2 separate regions of the Oryctolagus cuniculus genome follow, and region 1 is linked to region 2. A link is a contact called in public Hi-C data. All regions are on one chromosome and are shown on one strand. Each heading gives the region's core, a stretch centred on a gene start, on an enhancer-like site or on the middle of the called end of the contact. The rest is flanking DNA. Distances are from core to core; before and after follow the strand shown. Region 1 overlaps GTF2E2 (general transcription factor IIE subunit 2). Region 2 holds the start of RBPMS (RNA binding protein, mRNA processing factor).

Evidence for each region. A called contact is a pair of places that touch in the nucleus more often than the background predicts.
Region 1: a Hi-C map of psoas muscle shows a contact between it and region 2, with 2.8 times the contacts expected there. The contact joins the enhancer-like site here to the promoter of RBPMS in region 2. A contact is called at or near these places in 2 of 6 Hi-C or Micro-C datasets (psoas muscle and an unstated tissue).

Annotation. Positions count from the first base shown.
Region 1 is chr2:80,604,997-80,610,900 of mOryCun1.1, forward strand. It overlaps GTF2E2 (general transcription factor IIE subunit 2), which reads right to left. Exons shown (of 8, transcript XM_070068516.1): 7 at 1,695-1,810; 8 at 1-72. Among named protein-coding and RNA genes, the nearest start is that of SMIM18, 54 kb to the right of the region's middle. Within about 2 kb of position 2,040, at least 5 of the 8 cell types and tissues checked have an H3K27ac peak or open chromatin away from gene starts, as enhancers often do.
Region 2 is chr2:80,425,150-80,431,559 of mOryCun1.1, forward strand. RBPMS (RNA binding protein, mRNA processing factor) reads left to right here and starts at 2,025. Exons shown (of 8, transcript XR_007918162.2): 1 at 2,025-2,372. LOC138848503 (collagen alpha-2(I) chain-like) reads right to left here and starts at 1,910. Exons shown (of 2, transcript XM_070068518.1): 1 at 1-1,910. The coding sequence starts at 1,910. The coding sequence ends at 1,140.

The DNA.
Region 1 (5,904 bases), core at 790-3,289, 180 kb after region 2:
CAAGTGCTCATTATGAGTCTTAAATCGTCGCTTTTTCTGCGAAGCAGGCTTTTTCCTTCTCTGAATGGGTGCCTAAAGGAAAAGGTAAGAATAGTTAGAAACAAGCAGCTACTCCAAAGGGTACGATGGTCAGGGTTTCCTAAGCATAGAACCCAACAGCAGAGGAGGAAGGGTCTGGAACTTTCTCCCTGCCCTGGAGCCCAGCATCCCATATGCCAATGCACAGCCCACAACCCAACCTGAGCCAGACCCGGGATTTTTGTTCAAGAGATGCGATGCAAACCTCCCTAGGAATGAGCAGGCTGGCACAAAAACCTTCCTGCAGGCACCAAGTCAGTAAGAGAGAGTCAGTGAAACTGTCATTTGTCTGTTATCGGGCTTACAAATAAATCCACTATCACCACTTAAAAAAAAATCAAATATGATAAGATCCTGATATGGCAAACTTGGGTGATGGGTGGACACACAAGGGCTTTTAATGTTATTCTCCATTCTTTTCTGTATATTAGAAACGTTAACATCAATCACATAATAAAAAGAAATCAACAGCCAGCCCAGCAAAATGGCGCCATCCGCGTTACTGTGCCCTCTCTCATGGCTGCTGGCCCCGCCACGCTCCCCAGCATTCTTCAGCATGGTCAAAATTCTACGTGCAGGAGGGGCCAAATGACAAACCTGACCGGTTGAACACTGGGCTGCCCTTGGGCACCACCGTGTTCCTGTGGATCTACCTCATCAATGTTAACAAAGTTTTTTTTTTTTAGTATAGAAAAAAAAATGGATTGGAATAAACTTTTTAAATTCCAGTATCAGAGTATACTGCATATGGTGTTTAGCTTTTCCTCTCGATTATTCTGTTGAATTGTTAATGTGAGAGAAAAAATTATATATGAATATGTCAAGTCAGCATTAGTGTTCTGCATCATTAAATGAAAAAAAAATTGTTAAGTCCACAAATTAAGCAGTGATCGGAACTCATGAAGGGCTGCAATGACACTGCTTCTTGGAGAAATTACCGGCAGTCAATCTTCCATTTCTGAGTTCTGAATGCTCACTGAATAACACACACCCCACAAAGCCACAGACAAGCTACAAAGTACGATGGGGGCCTAGGGCCTGAGGAGAGAGGCAGAGTAGCCACAGTCAAGGGTGCTGGTGGGTTATTCTCCAAGCTGGCTTTGTTCCTGGACTACATAGAGCCTGCAGTTAGCTGGCACAAGACGATTTTCGAGTTGTCATTTGGTTACTAAGGTCTCTGATGAGCAGGACTTAGGCGCTATAAAGACCAAAATATGATTCCCGAGAGACTCAAAGATCAACAGGGACAATTCAGTGTGATCAAGGCCATGACAGAGCCGGGAACCAAGACCATGAGGCTCAGGGAGCAAGGGGGAGGGGAGCACAACTGAGGTCTTGAAGCCCAAGCAGATGAAGAGCAGGCTCCTCACAGAAGGCAGGGGACGCGTGCTGAGGGTAGGAGGGGAAACAGTGGACGATGCTGGGGCCTACAAACAGCAGGGGATGCTGCAGGGAGGCCGGGCCTGAGGGGCAGCAGCCAGGGGCATGTCCACGGGTCTGCAAGGCAGACATGTGCTGAATGGCATCTGAGCAAATCGCAGGACAGAGACAACTACAGGAAGCAGGGTAACAATGCAGAGGAGGAAGGTTGGATGGCTTTTCCAGAGATTACACACCACTTTCTTTGGTCCAGATTCCTGCATGGAAGAAATACCCTGTCGCTTCAGATATTCTTCAATTTTCTCCTCATCCATTGAATCCACAGTGACACTCCTCCAGAGTTTCTGAAATTCTGTACCAACAAGAGAATAGTTATTTTACAATCCATTTTTACAAATGATTACATTGAAGTGATCAAAATCCAGGCTTCATTATTATCTCTTTTGGGTCTAAATTAGCACATCTGAGATTTCATTAGAAAAACAAAGAGGCAAGGCAAGAACATTCCAGAGCTGGACACTGAGCAGCAGAAGGGCCTGGGAACAGAGCAGCACCAGCGCAGACCACGTCATTGCCATCTATTTTTAGAGGCCAGTAAGGGAGGGCGATGTGCCTGAGGCCTCCCTGCTTTCCTGGGGAGGAAAGGCAGTCAGCACTCTCCTTTTATTCTTTTCCTTTTGGGCAAACAGTTCAGTTCAACTGAGCTCAGTTTACTCCATTTCCTCTCCCACTAATAACAATTATTGAAACAGAGGGAGACAGAACAAAGTTTTATATGGAAGTGAGACACTTCAACAGTTTGGGAAAAACAGTTGAAATCAGTCTGGGGACTGGAGACTGGGAGGACATGACAGTGGAAAGGGGAGAAAGCGGAGGAAAACAGCCTCACCCTCCACTCCCATAAAACAAAGGAGGAGGGCTGCCACCTGGCCTACATCTTCTCCTTGGACACCCACGGCCCCTCCGTCAACGTCACCTTTTTTTAACCAAAAGAGATCATGTCCAATTGGAACATGTCCAAAATAAGCTCCTAAAGACAGATCCCAGGACTGGGTTCCTCCCTCCCGCCTTCTCTGTTTTCTCTGCCTCCCAGGGCTACATTAGCAGGAAGCTGGAATCACGAATGGAGTCAGGACTCAAGTCCAGGCACTTGGAAACAGCAAGCAGCATCTTAACCATTACGGCAAATGCCTGCCCAGCATCTACTTTCTAGCACAAAACCATTTTTGTGATAACAAAATCTAAGACCTAGGGACTCTTTGATGGAAAACAGAAGAGGTGGGGGGAGAATGCTCCCTGAGCACAGAGGCGGTTTACTGAGCCTCCTGTTCCTAACAGCCGTGCATCCACCACGCCCCTGCCCTTCCTACCAGAGACCCTCACCAGTGCCGCTCCTCCTCTCCTCCCTTCCTTCCTCCTGTGCCATTAATTTTCCCTTAGGTTGTGACCACTGTCCCAGAAGAAACCATAAGGAAGCTGCCATCCAATTCTGCATTGGGCCACATTTTTTCCTTTTTCTCTCCTTTCTTCTTTTTTTAAGTATATATTGCATGAAGCAAATGATGCCTAAACAGTTGGAATGCTGGATACTGAAGAAATCTGTTTTCTGCAATACCCTCTGAGGGCTTTTGGTTGCTGATGTCCAAATACAAACATGGCATAACCTACTATGAAGAAGTCAATCTGGATACAAAGTTATTTAAATCCCATAAGAGTTTTCTAGTTTACAGACTTGTTGGGGTTTCATACCACACTGCCACTGAAACTTCAATTGCATACACTGTAGGCATCACTTAACTGAAGGCAATGGTTTGTTCTGCTTGCCTGACTCGCTCAGTCTCTTGAAGAATGGTAAGCCCCTTGAGAGCATGTCCACTCCTCAACCATCTGACTCTGACCCTGCACATATGAAACCCTGCAGTCTACTATGGCCTAGACACAGACTGTTTCCTCATTTTAAGATTTATTTGAAAGAGGGTGGAGTAGGAGGGAGAGAGAGATCTTCCATCTGCTAAGTCACTCCCCAAATAGTCTTAACAGCCAGGGCCAAGCCATGCTGAAGTCAGGAGCCTGAAACTCCACCCAAGTCTCCCAGGTAGGTGACAGGGGCCCAAGCACTTTGGCCATCTTCTGCTGCTTTCCCAAATATATCAGGGAGCTGGATAAGAAACAAAGCAACTGAAACTCAAACCAGCATCCATATGGGTACTGGTATTAACAGGCAGCAGTTTAATGTATTGTACCACATCAGCCTAACTAAATATTTTTAGTATTTTTACTTATTTTAAAATAACTTTAACAGAAAAGCAACAAAATAGTTTCACTATCCTTTGTCCAACTTCCTCTAATGCTAAGAACTTTATTTTATGATTAAAATTTATTAACCATGGTATAATGCTATTAATCCATATATCCTATTTTTTTAAAGATTTATTTTATTTATTTGAAAGAGTTACAAGAGAGAGTTAGAGACAGAGAGAGAGGTCTTCCATCTGTTGGTTCACTCCCCAGATGGCAGCAACAGCCGGAGTTGCACCGATTGGAAGCTAGAAGCCAGGAGCTTCTTCCGGGTCTTCTAAGCGGGTGCTTAGAAGCTTAGAATCAAGATTTTATTATTTTACACAGACCGGGGGTGGGGGGGTCTTCCATCCGATGGTTCACTCCCCAGTTGGCTGCAACGACTGCAGCTGCGCCGATCTGAAGCCAGGAGCCAGGAGCTTCCTCTTGGGTCTCCAACGCTGGTGCAGGGGTCCAAGGACCTGGGCCATCTTCTACTGCTTTCCCAGGCCACAGCAGAGAGCTGGCTCGGAAGAGGAGCAGCCAGGACTAGAACGGGTGCCCATATGGGATGCCAGTGCTTCAGGCCAGGGCTTTAACCACATAAACCACAGAGCCGGCCTCCCACATACCCTATTTAACTTCCACTAGATTATTATTACTACCTGCACCCTTCTCCTGTCCCACGATCCACTCTAGGGTTCAACACTGAATTTAGTTGCCATGTCTCCTTATCTCTTCCCACTTCTGAGTGTACCCTCTCTCTCTTTAGAATGATACTTCTGAGGAACACTGGTCTGTTACAGATTTATTTATCCACTTGAAAGGCAGAGGCAGAAAGAGAGAGAGAGAGAGAAAGAGAGAAAGAGAGAAAGAGAGAGAGAGAGAGAGAGAGAGGTCTTCCATCCACTGGCTCACTCCCCAGATGGCTGCAACAGCCAGAGCTGCACTGATCTGAAGCCAGGACCTTCTCCCAGGTTTCCCATACACAGGCACAGGGACCCCAAGCACCTGGGCCATCTTCCACTGCTCTCCCAGGTCACAGCAGAGTTGGATCGGAAGCAGAGCAGCCGGGACGTGAACTGGCACCCACAAGGGAAGCTGGCATGCAGGCAGTGGCCCCAGCCGCTACGGTCTGTTATTCTGGATGCATCTGAAGCTTCCTCAGGAATACCGGAGGTTATGAGTTTCGAGCAAGAATGACAGCACTGAGGCTGTGCTCTTTGTGGTGACTGCCGAGATACACACTATCAACATGTCCTCTTACTGGAGTTGGGAAGCTCTGAACACTGGTTCAAGTGGGGCCTGTCAGCTTCCATATGTATTAATTAGAATTCTCTGTACAGATGAGGTGCTCAGGGCCAGTGTTGTGGCATGGCGGGTTAAGCCTCCACCTGCAACACTGGCATCCTATATGTGTGTCGATTCAAGTTCCAGCTGCTCCACTTCTTATCCAGTTCCCTACTAATGCACCTGGGAAAGCAGCAGAGGATGGAACAAGTACTTGGGCCCCTGCCATCCACATGGGAGACCTGGCTAGAGTTTCAGGCTCCTGGCTTCAATTTAGCCATGCCCTGGCCATTGAGGCTATTTGGAGAGTGAAACAGTGTGTGGAAGATCTTTCTCTCTGTTACTCTGCATTTCAAATAAAATAAATCTTTAAAAAAAAATTCTTAAAGAATATCAGCCATTTCTCCAAGTTGTGTTTTTAGTAAGGATTTGTGGATATTAATTTTATATATATATATATAGATAGATAGATAGATAGATAATTCACTACCACTGTTTATTTTGTCCAAGCTTTGGTCAATGAGAATTCTTGAAAGTACTGTGTCCTGTGTCACTTTGGTTTTGGGGCGGGGGAGCACTCTCATAATTTCTGCTACCAAAAGATGTTCCAAGCTCATTTTGAATTTCCCCAAATTTGAAATCAAATCATTTCTCCAAGGGTTCCTGACTTGTTTTTACCATAGAAGGGTATTTAGAAACCAAGATCACACATTCTGTTTTCCTTTTGTATCAATCTCTTCTTTTTTGAACATAGAAAATGAAGGGCTGGCGCTGTGGCATAGTGGGTAAAGCTGCCACCTGCAGGGCCAGCATCTCATATGGGCGCCAGCTTGAGTCCTGACTACTCTACTTCTGATTCAGCTCTCTGCTATGGCCTGG
Region 2 (6,410 bases), core at 775-3,274:
CCCAAGACCACCGCTCAACTATTGCTCAGGAAGATATCGCCCCCTCGTGGTTCCTCCTCTAACTGAGGGAGGAGCAGGCCGCGGACAGGGCTGCCAGCCCAGGCCAACACATCAGAAGGCAGACACAGCTTCCGGACTCCCCGTAGCCTCGCCCCTCGGAACATCTTCAGCTGCGGCTTCAACAGCCTCCTCCTAGGTTATTCTCATCGATGTGCAATGCACCTTCATTCCCAGAGAGATCGGTGACACCGTGGCAGCAGTTAGAGAAAAACTTTTTTTTTTCCCGGATAGAAAACTTTTCTTTCAAAATCTGCAGACCTCAAAGAACAAACCCGGTACATACCATGGTATTTCAAAAAAGCTCATGGAAAGATGGAATGAAAATATACATTTACCAGGCTGCAAAAAATTGGGGGGGGGGTTGGAAATTCATGCATAGTTTTTTTTCATAGTAAGCATTTTCCATGAACTTTGTGAAACTCTCTTGTAAATCCAAGAAGATTATTGAATGGCCCTTCCTGATCCCCTTAAAGCAAAAGATGTTTGTGCTCTGCCAGGATGTTGTTGCTTTGGAGTTGTTCCTGGTATCTGGTCTCCACAACTCCATTTTCAGCTCCCTACAGGCAGGGTCTTATCTTCTGCTGTCACCCCCACCCCCACCAGCACTCAAAGCTGTATAAGCTCTGGAGGGGGGAGGGGAGGCAAGATAAAGGGCAGGCCAGTCAATAAATAGAAACTGTGATAGGTGCTGTGCAGGAAGGAATTCCTGGGAGCGGGAGGCGGCGCTGAACGAACTAGTTGCGAGTTGTAAGGTTATACATTTGTAGCAGTCAAGTTTAGACGCATAACTGGACCCATAAGACAAAAGGCTCCAGGCCCAGAAGAAATGGAAATTTTCTTCATAATGATGTTAGCATCCATGTTGTAAGCCTACAGCGGGCAGGAGGGTGTGAGGCGTGCCCCCCACACTCCGGGGTAACTGCACCCATTTCACGGACGAGAAAATAAAGTAGGCAGTCCCCCAGAGGCGCGGCGGGAACACTAGGCGGGCGCCTCGCTTTGCCCGAATGCCTTGACCCTCCAGGGCTGCCTGCCAAGACTCGTTTAGAAAAGTGCCCACTGTGTGCCGGGGGGCTCATTTAAACAGCCGCGGGATTAGCCGGATAAACAGGGCTCGGTCTCCTTTGCCAGGAAGGCGCTCCCCAAAGAGAGGCCAGGTGAACAATCAACTCCAGAGCGGGCCGGCGGGGGGCTCGCGGGGGGCTCACGGGGGCCCGGCTGTCCCCGGCGTTCCTCCGTCCCGGGCCTCCAAGCCCTCGCCCCGAGGGCGCGACCCGCGTCTCAGCCCCTACCGGCGAGGAGCCCGGGGGCGCGCAGCTCCCTCGTGGAAAGCAGGCAAACAAAAGTGGCACATCCCAGCCCCCGGTCCGCGCACGGCCAGGGCCCGGCTCCCCGAAGCCCCCTCTCCGAGCCGGGGCGCGGGGGACGCCGCGTGCGCCCGGGGACCCGGCTCTCCAGCCTCCCTTGCTCAGCCCGCCCGGCCCTCGCTCTGCCGTCGAGCCGGGGCCGGGGTCGGCCGCTTCCGCTCCGCGCCGCCGCCCCTCCCCGGCGCGCGCCATCCGGCCCGGGCCGCGCCGACTCCGCGGCCCCTCCTCCCGCCGGGGGGCTTCGGCGGCCCCCGTCCCGTCCCTGCGGGCTGACGGCGGCAGCCCACGTCCAGGGAGGGCGGAGGGAGGCGGAGAGGGAGGGGAGAGCGGAGAGGGGAGGGAGGGAGGCGAGAGAAAGGAGCTGCAGCGGACTCGGACTTCCCAAAGCCGGCCAGGAGCGCGCAGCCAGCGGCTCTCCGCGTCCCAGCGTCCCAGCCGCGGCCGGCGCCTCCTCCTCCTCCTCCTCCTCTCCGGCCGCCCCATCCCTTCCTTCCAGCCTCGCTCTGCTCCGGCAGCGGCAGCCCCCAGCCCCAGCTCTCCGCGCTCACTCCTGGGACGCGCGCCCTCGCCCCATCCTCTCTTCCTCCCTCCCTCCCTTCCTTCCTTCCCTCGCGCCCGCCCTCCCGCCCCAGGTCTCCCTCCCGGTCGCGATTGTCTCCGCGCCCCGCTCGGCCGGCCCGCGCCCGCGCCCTGCCCGCACTTCCTCCCCGAGTCGCCCGCCGCCGTCGTCTGCGCGCCGCGGGAGCCCAGCCCGAGCCTTCGCAGCCCCGCGGCGCCCGCCCGAGGCAGCCCCGGCGCCCCGGGGAAGGCAGAAGCGGGCGAGCGCGCCCTCGCCCAGCCCCGCGCCCCAGCCCTGCCCGGCGACGAAGGACCGGGAAGATGAACAACGGCGGCAAAGCCGAGAAGGAGAACACCCCGAGCGAGGCCAACCTCCAGGAGGAAGAGGTAGCGGTGGCCCGGGCGGGCGGCGGGGCGCGTCCGGGGGCCGGCGCGCCGTGGCCCCGGCTGGGTGCGTCTCCAGGGCGCGGGTTCTGGGGGTGTCCGCGCACCCTGCGCTGCGTGACTTGCAGAACTTTGCGGAGACACCCTCCAAGTAGAATGCTCGGCTTTGTGTGCCCGGGATTTTAAAAGCGGAATCGAGAGCTGACTCCTGGGTGACCTCAGGTTACTGGGACCCGAGGGTCAGGGCTTCTCTGAGCGCCAGGGGCTGGAAGCCGGCGGGAGGGAGTGCGTGTGTCTGTGTGCGTGCGTGCGGGCGGCTTTGGGAAGGAGTTGGGGAGAAGCTCTGTTAGGGGCTGGCGCTGGCGCCGGTGTGAAAAGTTCTTGGCCAAGTCTCTCCGGAGCCGGGGCGTGTGTGGATTCATCGATAACTCGCCGCCCGCGAGGCGGGAACCCCCGAACCCCGGGCTGTGGTAGACTTCGGGGGCGGGGTGTGGATGTGGGGAGCAGAATGAGAGGGGCCGAAAGCGTCGCTCCCGGAATGCTGGCCAGGACGCTGCGGTAGGACTTTGATTTGGGTTGTGCGTCCGGGATCCTGGAGGGGAGACAGCTTGCAGTTGGGGGGCACTTGCCTTTGGCAAACGCGAAGCCGAGGAAGTGTGGGGAAGGGGTGTGCGGGACGCACGTTCCAGAACTCCGTAGTTAGGGGATGATTGTGGGGTTTCTCAAATGACTGTTCCCGCAGCCCCAGAAACAGTGCCTCCGCTCACTTGCTGAGTTCCCTCGAAGTTGGGGCTCTCAGCCTTCCGCCAAGAGCTCGCGCGCGTGTGTGCGGGAGCCAGAGAGCGTGCGGTGCGCGCGGGCGGCGAGGCGGTGCCGCAGCGCCGGGCCCGAGAGTTGGAAGTGGACCTCGTGCAGGAATCCCTCAGCCCTTTTAAGTCGTCCACGTGTAAAATTGGAGCTATTTAATTAAATAGGAGAGACAGGCGAAGACCATGCAAAACAATGCAAAAGGTAGCGCCGTGGAGCAGCGTTGTCACCTGGGTGAGTTAGTAAGCTGAGAATTGGCTCCTGGAGGAAATCGCCTGTTTTATGACAAAGCTTTATTTTGAAAAGCTGTTTGCCCCTTCTTGTTTGGTGCCTGCAAATGTAGGACTACTCGTGACAGTGCTTTTAAAAAGACACCAAGGCTGGAATTCCAAATTCCACTTTCTGGCTTCTCTACTGTTTAGTTTATTTTCCCTGTCCTTTAAAAACTGAAAAATGATGGCAAATTTGCATTTTCAGGAATTGGCATGTGCAGCTAATTCACTTAACCCGTCAAGAGAATCATTGCTTCAGAAACCTTTCTGTTCCACTTAGAGTGGCAATCTGGCCGCTCCTAAGTGTGAGAGTGTATCTTGTGAAACAATCTTTCTCTGTTAACCAGTTGAGGAAACTTGTAGTTAAGAGAAAGTTCATCAGACTGCAGATTTTTTTCTTTTTCTTTTGGTAGTAGCAAAATGGGCTCAGGTGTCTCGAAAACCATATCCAATTAACTTAAAATCGAATGGACGACAGAAGTCAGATTTTTCTCTTGACCCATGCCAGGTGAACTGCCGCCAGGATTTGCCTGGATGGGCTCGGTTATCGCGAGGTTGTGGGTCCCTGTGATCAGAGGCCATCCAAGTCGCAGGCATTGCTTCTAGTTTCCCCAGCAGCGTTCCTTTCCGGGTGGGAAAGGCGTGGGCTCCTCCAGGTGTAGGTCTTTTTAGCAAAACGCTTGTTACTTAAAAAATAAGACAGGAGGTAGGAAGGTTTCAGAACCCAGGTTGTATAAGAAGCGAGAGTATACACTGCGGATACACCCTGACCAGAGAGGGTTTATGGTTGACATTCTGGTTTTGAAACACTAACCTCCTCTCTCTTTCTCCCCCTCCCCTTTTTTTTCCTAACCCTGAAAGCCACAAGTTAAATAAATATGGCATTTGGTGGGTGCCATTCAGTGAGCTTAGCATTGCACAAAATCCCACTGCACTGGCCGCTTTGCCTGCCCACCCAGAGGAGCAGCGGTTTGTTTTCAGAAAGCTTTGGCAATGGGCCGCAGGAGACAGGGCATACACGTGTAACACGGACACGCACACACCAGGACAGGAGGGCTGTTTCTGGTGACTTGTGAACGGCAGTGGACAGTGAGTTCCAATCACCGTGAGAAAACGGTCGATGTTGTGGTTGTCAGGGTGCTTCGGCTGTTTGCCACCTTGTGCAGTCCAAGTTGTGTCATTTTCTATGGAAATGAGTTCCTTTTATCATCCAGTGTATTTTAACCCCGGTTAAGAGTTTCTGATGCCGACCCTGAAAAAGATGCCTAAATCCCCGTTTAGCTCCAGTTGGATAGAATGAGCAGTCCAGCATTTAGGAGAAATTTCTGCAGTTTTTGGTGGTGGGAGTTTTTGAGAACTTGAGCAGAATACACTTTGGATATCATGTAAAACTTTGAGGAAAAATAATCTTCAGTTCCGGCTAGCCGGCCATGTAAGAGCAAGCCAGGATACCTGGCCTTCCAACGTGTTACACATGTGTGTTCCTGTGCAGTTGTCCCTGTATGGAATCAGTCATCACAATCTAACCGGGACCTGGGATTTCAAAAGCTTATTTTTGTACATTTATTAGATCATTTCTCAAGTCATTTTGGAGTTTGTCTCTAATTCTACAGATTTTATTGGAATTGATAAATCTAGAAGTAACAGACTCATAATTGTTTGTCTTACCTAATCAGCTATCATTCACAAGTTATAATATGTTCAAGACCATCTTGTCCTAAGAAATAATTTGTCACTGACTTTTCAAAGTGGAAATATTCTTTTTTGGATATCAGATAAATATGTAGTTTTATTTTTACTTTTATCTGTCAGTGGGTACTTTTCCTGCTGATTGCAAATCATTTCTAAAAGGCATTGTGTTGAAGCACTGGTGTTAAATAAGTTTCCCTTAAATTGCTTAGACTAAACTGGTCCTTAAAGTAAAACTAAAAAAATTCAGCCCTGTTGGGATTATCGATTGAAAAGATGTTTGGCAGATTTTGGGAGAAATCACAGAAAGTCGCTTCTTCAGGGTAAACGCAAATCTTCACTCTGCATTCCTTTATGAAAGAAAGCACTGAGTACTTTGGCCAAAATACTGGAGTCATAAAATTGTTTCTTAGAGTGGCACAGAGAACGGGAGGTGCCAGGTTGAGGTGGCATCCTGCGGTCTTCGTGGCACGCTGGGATTAATCCCCATGATGAGGGCTTGGGAAGGTCCGGAATCCTTTTCTAGAATTTAACTGAGTTTGGAGTCTCTGTTACTCCCAGTCTCGCCTAATGCAGTAAGCTTGTAGTTCAGTCACAGGACAGGGTTTGGTGACAGGGATTTGGATCCAAACCTTGTGACCTCACAGAAAGATGATCCTGCCAGACCACGGCCAGCACGCATACTTCCGACTGCTTTTCCCAATAGTGATTTTTAAATGCCCCTTGGAAACGGAGGTGCCTATGTGGTCTGCCCTGTTTGCTGAGGCACTTGGGTTTTGGCATGGGTAGGTTAACGGAGAAGAGGTTCTTTATTGGAGACGTTTCAGCAACAAAGTGCTACACCACGGTGGTAGGCAGCCATGCTGACACGACGGAGGCTTGGGCGGACTCTGGGGACACAGGGTGGTCAGACCCTCTGATGGAGCACTTTTCTCTTTAGGAGTTCCCTCAAAGGAAAATAGGGCATGATGAGTGTTTGTTTATAGGTGTGATTACTACAGGGATACTTAGGAGAGTGAAAAGTCACAAAGACTCTGTGACTAACAGGGAAATTGCTAAGTCGGTCAAGGTATCATTTCGGACAGAATATTAGCACTCGTTGAAAAGGGGGTGGATGCATGCTTATGCTATGTATTTGAGGAGTGTGTGTGTGTGTGTGTGTGTGTGTAAAGAGAGAGCAAGAGAGCGACAGACTTATCCTCTCCTAGCTCTGGATGCCAGAAATTGCCGTTAACTGGCAACCGTGCTCCCTCTCAAGGCTGCCGGCTGGGAG